2 separate regions of the Oryctolagus cuniculus genome follow, and region 2 is linked to region 1. A link is a contact called in public Hi-C data. All regions are on one chromosome and are shown on one strand. Each heading gives the region's core, a stretch centred on a gene start, on an enhancer-like site or on the middle of the called end of the contact. The rest is flanking DNA. Distances are from core to core; before and after follow the strand shown.

What was found. A called contact is a pair of places that touch in the nucleus more often than the background predicts.
Region 2: a Hi-C map of an unstated tissue shows a contact between it and region 1, with 1.9 times the contacts expected there. The contact joins the promoter of AGFG1 here to the enhancer-like site in region 1. A contact is called at or near these places in 4 of 6 Hi-C or Micro-C datasets (ear pinna, embryonic fibroblasts, skin fibroblasts and 1 more).

The regions. Positions count from the first base shown.
Region 1 is chr3:11,208,938-11,215,725 of mOryCun1.1, forward strand. No RefSeq gene overlaps it. Among named protein-coding and RNA genes, the nearest start is that of SLC19A3, 54 kb to the left of the region's middle. Within about 2 kb of position 5,009, at least 1 of the 8 cell types and tissues checked has an H3K27ac peak or open chromatin away from gene starts, as enhancers often do.
Region 2 is chr3:11,524,900-11,531,265 of mOryCun1.1, forward strand. It overlaps AGFG1 (ArfGAP with FG repeats 1), which reads right to left and starts at 4,955. Exons shown (of 16, transcript XR_007920544.2): 1 at 4,532-4,955. LOC103348896 (a long non-coding RNA gene) reads left to right here and starts at 5,164. Exons shown (of 5, transcript XR_007920561.2): 1 at 5,164-5,693.

The DNA of each region.
Region 1 (6,788 bases), core at 3,759-6,258:
TTAGATATACAGCCACAGGAAGGGAAATTCCTAAAACTTGGGTGGGACCATTATTCTGATACAATGGAAGAAGACAGCAAGGGCTCCCAGAGAACGAGAATCCCAACAGGTGGAAATGGACCACCCAGGCCCCAAAGACAGTATGCATTTGGCTCACCTGGGTACTGTCGTTTCGCACAGCCCCACAGATAATATTTTGGTTCTTGGGAAAGTTCTCTGAGCTGCAGTCAGGAGACAACTCCTGTCACTACCCAGTGTCATTTCACCTTCCAGACTCACTGTCCTTATGGAAAAGATGGAGAATGGGGACCAGAGAAGCATCTCCTACCCAAGACACCAAAAAGGATTCCCTCCACGGTGGTCCTGCCTTCCACGTCCTCCTCTTAGTGGTCCCAATATACAAATCAAGGCTGTGAGGAACATTCCAATAAAGGAGGCTGCATGATTTAACTCAATGTTCCCAACTGTACTTGATCAAATCCTATTTCCATTATTAATAGAATCGGGGTCATTGGAAACAGTGGACTCAAAGAGCAAATTTGTCTTAGAACTCAAAGTTCTCACATAAAGGGAAATAAAATCACTCGTCCCAGCAGGTTAAGCTCTCCAGCTAACAGATTCATGACTTTTAAATAGAGACATAACTGAGAGGAGCTTTTAAATTTATTTTTAACTGCAGGACATTTTTCACCTGTAAGTTCCTACAGGAGACATCCATAAACAAAACAGATGAAACCAAAGATGCCTGGGCGGATTCAAGAGTCTATTAGATTAATTGGCAAATACTGATTGGGATTTAGTGGTGACTTGGTCTGCAAACCAAGCTGTAGTCACAGTGCCCTCTGGTGGAAGCTAAAGCTAAAATGACCACAGAAATCACTTTATAAACTTCAAGGGTAAATTGGTTCAGACTGCTGTTTGCTGAACTCTTAACCTGAGATCCCCAGCCAGCAGCATGAGCACCACGCCTGGAAACTTGTTGGAAATGAACATTCTTGGTCCCAACCCCAACTCTGGAGTCCCACTGATTCAGTCACTAGGGATGAGCCTCAACAATTTGTGTTTCAATGGGGAACAATTGGCTCCAGACAAGGACGAAGCCACAGAACTCAATCCATCACCCACAAGTGAGGGTAGTAATTGTTGTACCACATTGGTTTCAATGCAGAAAAATGAAATAGACCTGAGGACAGCTGGTGGAAAGCCAAAAAGTTCATCAACAGAAACGTTCTATTCTTGACAACTTCTTCAGCAAGTTTCACATTATCTTGTGCTTCTGGACTCAATACAAGTTACATCCATTCCAACACCATGACTAACTCATTTCTCCATGACACTGCCATGAATAGGAAGAGAAGGTTCTGAAAGAGACCTGGTCATCTTTACTTGAAAAGACATTTCTGTGATGATATCAGCCAGTTGTGAGAAATGGGTTTTGCATTCAAAAGTTGAAGTGAAAACTCAGAATGATATGTCCAGCACAAATCTTTATTGCTATCGTCATACTCTGTTCATGACCAGGCAGACAAGAAAGAAGTACATGAATGGACTGGTTCAATTTTACCACAACCATAAGAAAAAAATGACTTCTAGCCTTCTCTTCATCTTTCTTCCTTCCCTCATGGCTGCCAAGCACCTAGGGTGGTAAGAGCTATTCTGGCTGAAGTCGTGGAGCTGCTAAGAGTGGTTGAAAGCATTAGTCTCCCACACGAGGGGCACCTTTGCTGCCATTTCAACACACCTGTTCCTAGTACATGGCGATGTGATAAAGAAGACACACTCAATAGAAAGGAAAGCAGTGTTATAAACACCAGTATCTCAGGGAGAAAAGAAACATAAAATAAATGTATGAATAGAGTAATGGTTAAGATACAAGGATATGTGTAAATTTTTATTCAAAAACTGCAATGTTTGAGGCCACTGTTGTGGTGCACCAGGTTGGGCCACCATCTGCAATTCCAGCATCCTGTTTAAGCACCAGTTTGAGTCCTGCTTCCTGCAAATGAGCCTGGGAAAGCAGCAGAAAGATGGGAACCTAAAGATGGGAACTGCCACGTTGGAGACCTGGATGGAGTTCCAGGCTCCTGCCCAGCCCAGGTCATTGCAATCGTTTAGGGAGTATGCCAACAGATGGAAGATGTCTTTCTTTCCTGCTATCCATTACTCAGCCTTCCAAATAAATAAAGTATTTTTTTAATTGCCATTTTCTTAGAAAGATCACCTGACAGTGTTAGGCAGCCCTTCATCATTTCTGGATTTCATGTAACATTCAGTTTGCTAAGCTAACATTAGGGTCTGTTATGTGAGCAAATAAGTCTACAGACAGCTACCATGTGAGGAATAGCCAATGTTCATGACTTAGCTAAAGACATCTATGGGCCACTACAAACGAAAACTGGAATGTTTCATTCCACATGTAACTAAAGCTCATTTGCCATAGAAAACCAAAACAGAGCGAATTTAAATGAAAAATTGTTATTGTAGGGTTAATCACATATTTTGTGCAAATGATTAAAAATTCAAATTAGATGTAGGTATATCAGATCTATTTGAGTTTTCCTAGGGTGGCGGTGATAAAGTTTCACAAATTGAGTGGGTTAGGACAGCAGAAATATTTGTCTTACAGTTCTGGAGCCCAGAAATCTGAAATCCAGCTGTCATCCAGGCCATATGCCTCCAGACTTTGCAAGGGAGAACCAAGCCCCCCATGTCTTCCAGCTTCTGGGTTTGCCAGCAACCAATGGTGTATATTGGCTTGCAGGAACGTCAGCGCCTCTCTGCATCTGCCTTCATCTCTACAGGGCTGTCTTCTTGCACTGTGTGTCTGTCTCCATGTTCCCACTCCATTTCCTTTACTTTTTTAAAAGACTTATTTGTTTTAGGGCTGGCACTGTGGTGAAGTAGGTTAATCCTCTGCCTGCATCACTAGCATCCCATATGGGCACTGGTTCTAGTCCTGGTTGCTCCTCTTTCAATCCAGCTCTCTGCTAATGGTCAGGGACAGCAGCGGAAGATGGCGCAAGTGCTTGGGCCCCTGCACCTGCTTGGAAAGGCTAGAGGAGGCTCCTAGCTCCTGGCTTCGGATTGGCTCAGCTCCAGCTGTTGCAGCCATTTAGGGAGTGAACCAACAGATGGAAGATCTTGCAGGGGCCCAAGCACTAGGGCCATCTTCTACTGCTTTTCCCAGGCACATTAGCAGGGAGCTGGATGGAAAGTGGAACAGCTAGGACTTGCACTGGCACACATATGGGATACCAGCATAGCAGACAGCAGCTTTACCCACTATGCCACAATAATAGCCCCTCTGTTACATTTCTGATAAGGATACTGGTTATTAGATTAAGGACTTTCCCTATTCCATACGACTTCATCTTAACAATGAACTCATTTTCAAATAAGGTCACATTCCAAGCTACTGAAGATTTGATTTCAGCATATCTTTCTGGAGTTCTCATTCAACCCATAAAAGACCTCAGTTTGACCTCCCAAAATTCATGTCCTTCCCATATGTAGAATGCATTCACTCATCTCACACCATTCCAGCACCAACTCTCAGTCCAAAATCTCATCTAAATATCATCACCTCAAAGTCCCATGTTTCATCTAAACCAGTAGTAGATGAGTCTCTGTGTGATTCATCCTGGGGTACAGTACCTCTCCATCTGTGAACCTGTTCACAACTTCCAGTTTATAGTGTGGGGCAGACTTTCCACTCCAAAAGGGATAAATTGGAAAGACAAGAGGGGGCGTGGGTCACTAACAAGTCTGAAATTTAGGAGGGCAAGTTCAATTAGATGTCAAGGTCTGAGAATAATCCCTCTGTGCCTACCAGGGCAGCAGCCCTTTTCCATCAGCCCACTGGGGTTGTAGCCCTGCCACCTAAGGGGGTCCTGTCAAGCCAAACCTCTGTCTCCATGCATATGGCCTTTAAGTTACCCTTTCTTGATTTTGTTTTGTTTCTTTGAGTAGAGACCGGCAAATGCCTCGCCGATATAAAATTCTCAAAAACTTTGTCAGCCTCCCATGCAGTTTAGAGTTCCAAGATCTCACTTTAGAGCCCTCCACAGATCTTTCCTGAACAACTCTGTCTCCATCCCTCTAGCCCACTGAGAGTCGATTGGATCGATGAGTCACAGACCTCAGTTAGTTAGGAAACGCTTGCCAAGTCATACCCGGCTGATTCCAGATACACTCTCTGGAAAGGCCGACGATTTTTCAAACCATCAAGTGTTAGTTCCTTTTTCCTTAGCAGTTCCTTCTTCAATCCATCTGTGTCTGCTCACGTCTTACTGCAAGCAGCAAAGAGAAAGCAGGCTTCACCTTCCCATTTTGTTTGGAAGCCTTCTCAGCTGAACAGCCAAGTTCATCATCATTTACAACATTCTCCCAGCAGCAGCACAAGTATCTGCTGCTTTATCACAGAGATTGCCTTGCCTTCAGTGTCCAGTAACACATTGCTCCTCCCATCGGAGATCTGAGCAGAGGCACATTTAGCGTTCATGATTCTGTACATGGTACATACATGTTCTCAGGCAATAGGAGCTTTCTCTGTAGCGCACCTTGCTTCCTTGGAGTCCTCAACAGAACTGCCTTTGATATCTGCTTCTACTAACTCTTAAAAGTGACCTGGGTTTCTTCTATTAATGCTTCAGAATACTTCTGGCCTTTACCTATTACGAAATCCTAAAGCCACTTCCACTTCCACATTCTTCTGTATTCATTATAGCAACACTCAACTTTCCAGCATGAAAACTGGCAACAATTCATTGATCCTTGTGATTTCCTGAGTGACTGAGAAACATCCCTGAAATGAGTGCCTAGCCCTACCTCATGGCATCCAAACAGCAAGCTCAATGCTTGACTATTGAAAATGAAGTAGGAGAAAATGTGCCTCATTTTTAATGCTCTGTGGTATTAAGCATTAAAAATGACAAGGCCACATGGTCTGTGTGCATTAAGCAACATTTCCAGTAAGAAAGGGCAGGCCAAGGATTAAGTGAGAAAGCTTGCCTTGGAATGCTGACTCAAGTGATCTGGATACTGAGTCATGATGAGCTGCAATGCAGAGATCACTTCAACTCTTTAAAAAATATGTACCGTAAATGTTCACTAATTCAGACTATGGAGAGAAGAATCTAAATGAATTAGTGGAACATCTGAATGGAAAAAATATGTGTGTGGACAGCATGTATTGTAAACAGGATCTAACTAAACTGACCAAGTGTTCCCTACAGTAGGTGGCCAGAAAGATTTGAATAAGGGGCAGATAAGGATGATTTATGAATTGTCTTATATAACTTAATATTTACAATGTGCTGTCAAACAATGTAACTCCTTAAGAAAATAATTCTGTGTGCAACTTTATTTAACTACATTTATTTCATTGATCTCTCCTTATTCTCTTAAAATAAGCTTCAAATTGCTTACTCCTTTTGTACAGATGCTCAACAAATTATTAATTTAATTTAAAAATTAACATGATCTGACATTATGAGCTTTTATTTTATCGGTGATCTATAGCCCTTGCAGTTTCCTGGATGACTGGGACTAGAATCTCATAGATAAGCACTAGCATTTATTGTATTAGAGGCCACCCTGAGACCTCCCCTCCTGGCGTGATTTACCCCTCACAAACAATTATAGTGGATAATGTTTAAATTTTCTTTTCTTTTTTTTTTTTTTTTATTTTTGACAGGCAGAGTGGATAGTGAGAGAGAGAGACAGAGAGAAAGGTCTTCCTTTGCCGTTGGTTCACCCTCCAATGGCCGCCACGGCTGGCGCGCTGTGGCTGGCGCATTGCGCTAATCTGAAGCAAGGAGCCAGGTGCTTCTCCTGGTCTCCCATGGGGTGCAGGGCCCAAGCACTTCGGCCATCCTCCACTGCACTCTGGGCCACAGCAGAGAGCTGGCCTGGAAGAGGGGCAACCGGGACAGAATCCGGCGCCCGGACCGGGACTAGAACCCGGTGTGCCAGCTCCGCAAGGCGGAGGATTATCCTATTGAGCCACGGCGCTGGCCTTAAATTTTCTTTCAATCAGTGAGACTAGAAAAGATTAAGGAATTTGAGTAAGGCCTGTCAATCAGCTACAATTTAGTATAACAGAAAAGAACAGTATCTGGGAGCTCATGTCCACCATAAAAGCTAGGGTGTTAGAAACACCCACCTGCTCAGGGCAGTGCACTTCCTTTGCTGCAGCCAGAGGCCCACGGCTCCAAGACTCCATCTGAAACAATGTGAGGACAGACCTGCATCCGACCAGAAGTTCACTGTGTCCAAGGCACTCAGCTTCCTCAGGAAGACCAGAAATTTGCATTGAACGTAATTAGGAGTAAATCACAGCATTCTTGGGTAACCTTTTAACTGATTTTCCAGTGACCTTGAAAGCAGCAGGTTAAAAATTAACTAAAAATTACTGCTTGCTTGACATATTAAAAATTATGCCACTGGAATCATCTGCAGTTGTAAATGCAGTGTTTGCTTTCTTGTTCATGGTTATAACTCCATTGAAGAGAAAAATGCCTTAGAATTAGAAAATAAAGCCCTAGGGAGAGAGGGTCTGAGTCTTTCTTGTTCAGTTTTTTGCTCCCTTCAATCTCAGAGAGACCACACAGCCAAGGAGCATTGCACTCTTTATGATTCCAAAGTTCTTTCTAGGAAGACATTAATTTTCCGTAGGCCATAAAGAAAGCCATTCAATTCGGGGGCGGGGGGGGGGGGGTTGTGTAGACAGGACACCAACAGAAAAAATAAAAATATACAGTCTTTTTACAATAAATAAAGACACCAGC
Region 2 (6,366 bases), core at 3,705-6,204, 320 kb after region 1:
CACTGTACTCCCTGGCCACAGCAGAGAGCTGGCCTGGAAGAGGGGCAACCGGGAAAGAATCCAGCGCCCCGACCGGGACTAGAACCCGGTGTGCCGGCACTGCAAGGCGGAGGATTAGCCTAGAGAGCCGTGGTGCCGGCCGCAAGTGTTATTTTATTGTACCTAAACTCTCACTGAAAAATTTATCAATCATTTTTAAAACTGAAGCAACTGTTCATTATTTTAGTACTACACTAATGCTAACAGTCTCCACAAAACAAATAATTTGGTGTAAAACACATCTCAAAATCAACTGAAGTTCTTTAACATGAAGATACTATTTTGTTGTTGAGCTCTAACTGTTTAGAGTATGTGTTCATAATTTTAAGTACTTCTAAAAACACAAAATAGTGACAACCCAGCAAGTTAGGATGCCTCTTTCTGCCTCACTAATAATTAGCTTAACTGTACCTAAATCTAAAATCTATTTTAAAGTTTCACAATCTGACGTCAGTTGTATATTCTGAATGAACATCATTCAAGCCTACAGAACAGTCAACTGGGGAGAAAAACAAAGGAAAGATTAGCTCTGAATCTAGTAATTTTAATAATAATAAAAATACTTTTAACAAAAATATTGCCAAATGAATAATTATGTGACTATCGTAAAATTTAGAATCCATGAGAATACGTATTATTTAACAAGTATCAGTATTTTCTAGGTAAATCAAGCAAGCAATAGCAAACAAAAAATGAAGCTAAAAACAGATCCAGTCCAACATATATTTTATTTTTTATTTATTTGACAGATAGAGCTAGACAGTGAGAGAGAGAGACAGAGAGAAAGGTCTTCCTTCCATTGGTTCACCCCTAAAACAGCAGCCACGGCCAGCGCTGTGCCAATCTGAAGCCAGGAGCCTCTTCCTGGTCTCCCATGCAGGTGCAGGGGCCCAAGCACTTGGGCCATCCTCCACTGCCCTCCCAGCCACAGCAGAGAGCTGGACTGGAAGAGGAGCAACCAGGACTAGAACCCGGCGCCCATATGGTATGCCGGCGCTGCAGGTGGAGGATTAACCAAGTGAGCCACGGCGCCGGCCCCACCTTTTTTTTTTTTAAATTGACATGGCCTAGCTTAATACCTTGCTCTGATCAACCAACCTAGTGGCAGTATCAAAATTTGTCTTCAAAATACCTTTTTTCAATTTTACCATCTACATAGCAAATAGATAATTAAACTGATTTGTTACATTATTCTCCCTTTTTTCCTACCTTAGGAAAGATTAAAAAAAAATCAAAGATTTTTTCCAAAGATTAGGAAAAAAAGAAACCTCAAGAGCTACTGTTCCTTCAATATTCTGCAGTAGACGTTTGATGGTCGCCATGCTTACATCACTTTTTTCCCAGGAGTCCCAGATTTCTGATTTAGGAACTTTCTTTAAGGATCCAAAGTCGTCACATAGAACATCTGTCCAATCAGAACATTGGTCTAAGGTGGCCACAAGATCTAAACTAATCAGAGTCAATGGCAGAACTTCTAAAAATGTTGGACTGGAAGTGGTGTTGTGGCTTAGTGAGTAAAGCCACTACCCGAGATGCATGCCATGTGGGCACCAGCTGAGGTCCCAGCTGCTCTACTTCTGATCCAGCTCCCTGCTACTGGCTTGGGGAAAGCAGCAGAAATGGCACAAGTGTTTGGTCCCCTGCTCCCCAAGTGGGAGACCCAGATAAAGCTCCTGGTTCTCGGCTTCTGCCTGGTTCAGCTTTTGCCATTGCAGTGAACTAGGGAGAAAACCAGTGGATGGAAGCTCTGTCCCTCCTGCTCTCTTTCAAATAAATAAAAATAAATAAAATATTAGACAACAGATACAAAGACAGTATGCTCTGGGGGCAATTATCTTTGAATGACAGAAACACAGGCAACATCATTAAGCCATTGGATAAAGTCTTCCCTTAGACAAATCAGTAAATTCCCTTTGTATTTTTAAACCAATTTGAGTATGGTTTTGAGTTACATTTAAAAAATCCAAACTGATAAGATTCTTCACTAGGGTGTTAGTCATTTCCATGTCTTTCAAATACTGTTTCCTTAAACATAGAACATCCTCTCCCTCTCTGTTAATAACATATTTCATCAGGCACCTATTATGTGCCAAGCACTATGTGGTGTTTTATATTCTCTTAATACTGAGAACAAATCTACATCCAAAATTTACAAGGGGAACTTTACCCTCACCATTTCATGTATCAAGCTACAAAGACTGACTGGCATTCTCTAACTACAACACTTAGAGCCAGGATTCAAAACCAGGTTTATCTACGGATTTGGTCTTTATTATTATTTTTTAAAGATTTCTTTATTTGAAAGGTGTAGAGACATGGGGGAGGAGAGAGGATATCTTCCCATCCATTAATTCACTCCACAAATGAATGGCCACAACAGTCAGTTCTAAGCCAGGCAGAAGCAAAGAGCCAGGAACTACATCCATGTCTCCCACAGAGTGCAGGGACCCAAGGACTTGGGCCATCTTCCACGGCTTTCCCAAGCTGTTAGCAGGAAGCTGGATGGGAAGTGGACCAACAAGGACTCCAAACAGCACTCAGATCCGGGGTGCTGGGCAGACCCAGAAAGCAGCTTAACCTGCTGTCAACACTTGGTCTTTGAAGGTCTTTGCTCAAGCATTAACTCCTCTGTAAAGCTTTCCGTATCCATTTACATATTTTGTGGATAATGGGTCACAGAAAGAAAATGTAACAATATTACAGCTATATACTCATGTACTTAGAAAGCAAGCCTCCGAACAGCAGCAGGACCAGGTAACTGCAGCTCTCCCCACAGTATAAGACAGGCCAAGCAAGCAAGAAATGCCTGTGGAGTAACAACTGAATAGATACACCAAGTCCTGTCTGTCACATTAAATCCATTCAGAACAGTTGTCACTACAGTGAGCTATTCTTTTATACAGCATGTGTCTGAATCCAGCAGAAAATCTGAAAATAATTTCTTAACATTGCACATTTGCTGCAAGGGAACAGTGTGCTGAAAGCCTACAAAGAAATGCCAACTATTCGGAACAGTGAATACATGTATGTGTGTGTGTATTTATACATACATAAATACTTTAAGTGCATTAAAATACGATATGTTTAGCAAAAGCAGAACACCTTAAGCACTTCTTAAAAGTAAAATACACTTAAAAATTGTACTATTGGCTTGATTTCACTTAATTTTCTGCTTTATTTGTGAAAAGCACGAACCAGACTATCTCCCAGGTTCCACCTAGTTTATGACTCTATTGCGACTCAGTAATACTACCAACTGGCAACTTCAGTTTCTCTTACTACACAACCTAAAACGAACCTTAGGGACTCTCCTAACCCAGTCTTTTAAAGCTCAGCACGATACACATCCTACGAAACCCAATAGGTACCTAATACCTGCTTCCTGAAGAAGCGATAACCCGGGGAAAACTAGCAATGCCTCTCTGTCCAACTTAAAATTAAAAAAGGCAAATACTCATAGCACACTCCCGGACAAGTCCTGCATTTTCCAACCTGCAAGAAGCCAGTTTCCCACACGCTGCGTATGTTATCTGAGTGTGAATCTCACAATCACCGGTTGAGAATACTGACTAGCTGCATTTACTTAAAATCCAAGACAGCTGGCCTGGAAAAGCACCTTCCCGGTTCCAACATCATCTGCAAACTCACCTGCCAGATGAAACCGCACAGCAAGTACGACCTTTCCCTCAACAAAGCTGAACGAAACAAAGGACAAACACAAACCATCCGAGTAACCCGAGCCGCTCCGCTCTGCGGTCTTTCCCGGTCCCCGCTGGCTGCGCACCGCCGACACGCACGGCCGGACGCCGCACCGCATCCACGCGGCAAGGCCGCTCCTGGGGACCGACTCCCAGCAAAACTTTCCCCCAACTCAGGGCTCCCTAGCGACTGTGAGGCCCAAATCCCACAACCCACCTCCTCGGTGCCTTCGCCCCCTCCCCCGAACCCGGGAATTCATCCCCCCAAACTCTCCCGTGGGGACTCCCATCTCTGCCATCACGACCTTTTAAGCCCCTAAATGCCCGCTTTCTCCCGGCTACCAAGATACTCTCGGAGGGAGGAGGGTTCGAATAAGTAAAGGAAAGCCCAGCACACGCGACCCTGCTCTCCGCCGCCGCGCCCAGCAGGTGCCTGCCTCGCGAGGGCCGCCGCGCCCAGGCCGCTCAGAGACCCGGCGCACAATAGGCCCCGCACGGCCCTCGGCACCCCTCCGGCCGCTCCCCACGGCCCGGCCGGCGTCCCGGAGAGCGGAGGGCCAGGCGCCGGCGGCCGCCGGCTCGGCGAGGACCGCAGATGCCGGCTCCACCCAGGCCGCGCTCAGCGTGGACCCCGGGCCCGCTCAAACCGAAAGCGCATCCCGCCGGCCAGCCCCGCTCCGCCCCCACGCGCCCGCGCCCAACGGCCGCCCCCGGCCCCGCCGGCCGCCCCCAACGGCCGGCGGCGCGCCCGGCGCCCCCTCCCCCGCCCCGCCGCCCCGCCGCCCCGCACTCACAGGCTGCCGGAGCAGGAGGTGCAGACGAAGGAGCCGACCGTCATGTTCACGTAGGTGGGGCCGCGCTGGTCGCAGTCGAAGCACTTTCGGTTGTGCGGGAGGCCGGTCATGTCCCGCAGCATCTTCAGGTGCTTCTCCTCCTGCTTCCGCTTCGCGCTGGCCGCCATGGCCGCGGCGCCGAGGGAGGAGGCCGGCAGGGCCGGGAACCGGGCGGCGCTGCGCCGGGGGCCCGCGGTCCCACGGGCCGCCCTGGCCGCGGCCGCCGCCCTCCGTCAGCGCGCGCCGCCCGTCCGAAGCCCGGCCGCCGCGGCTCTGGCTGGGCTGGGCTCGACGCGGCGCGGACGCTGGCGGCGCGCGCCACACCAACCGGCCGGCCCGGGACCGCAGCCGCCACCGCCACCTTCCCGACTTCTCCTGAGACGGGAAGGCGAGCTGGGGGGGGCGGGGGCAGGCAAGAGGAGGCCCGCCCCGGGCGGCGGGTGGCCAAGTGTCGACCTGCGCCCTCTGCTGGCCGGGAGGAGTCACTGCGGCCGCGCCGAGGCCTGGGTGGTCGGGGCTATTGCAAAGTGTAGGGAAGACCCTGGCGGTGGTGGTCGTGGACGTCGTTGAACACTCGTGCGCGTATGCGTAGTTTCAGTTTCTTGCACCAAAATTAACATTTCACTGGAGAGGAACTTGTTGACGCACCTGCTAAACCTCTCCACCCTCACCCCCCTGCACAAAATTCTGCAAGGGCTCCCACTGTCTTTGGAATAATTCCGAATTCCTCACGGTGCCTTCAGGATCACCCATAGTGCAGCCGGTTCTCCTTCCTTCTCTCCATCTTCCTTTGCTCTGCCCAACACAGCAAGCCCCTTTCTGACTCTTCCCCCCCCCCCAAACCTGGTTCTGCCTATAACAGGGTAACTCAAGCTTGCAGCTGTTAACATTTTGGAGTGGATTATGGGCAGTGCCCTGTGCGTCGGATTATGGGCAGTGTTTCTGGCCTCTGCCCACCAGATGCCAACAGCATCTTCTCCATGGTGGCAACCAAAATTCCCCAGACGTTGCCAGAAGTGGAGGGAGGAGCGAGGAGGTAGAAGTCAACCGCGCTTGAGAAAGGAGCTGCGCAGGGAAGCCCAGATCCACCCTGATGGGGAACCTCCACTCAGTCCTGCTTAAGGTAGAGCGCTCCTGCCCCTAGTCATTCTGCAGCTCGGGTCACACGGCTGACTTAGATCTTCTTCCCAGCTCTTGTTTATCGGAATACTGCATCTCAATTTGCGTTTACTACTTGTTTTCCTGGGCGCTCCCTCTAGGTTGCAAACAGCCAAGCGCCTGTATTCTCTGTGCTACTTCACCCCGTGCCCCTCCCAGATCTGGAGACTTGGGTGCTCCATATGTGTGGAATAAATGCGTGAAGTGACTAACCTTCACAACAGCCCTGGGAGGTAGGCGTTGTTGTTATGTCCATTTTATCAACCCAAAGGACTGAGTGCTCGGGGATTAGGTAAATTTACCCAAGGCTCCAGAGAGGAAAGCGGGGATTCCAATCCAGGCAGGCAGTCTGCAGGCCTCAGATCTCTTTGTCATTCCAAGAATCTGCTGCCAGCAGGATGTTAGAAACCATCCTTGATTCCCCAGTTCCCAAATGGATTCAGGGAGACCCTGAGAGCTGAAATTCCAAAATGATTCTGCTAATGAATCAAATGAATCAAATCCAGATTTCCTAATTGCCAGCGCCAGCCCCCAGATCTCCTGTGAAAGTGACTGGATGAATGTGGACATTAGCACTGTTAATAATGATTAGTTTTTAAAATTGAAATAACAAGGGAAATAGGTTGGCCAATAGACTT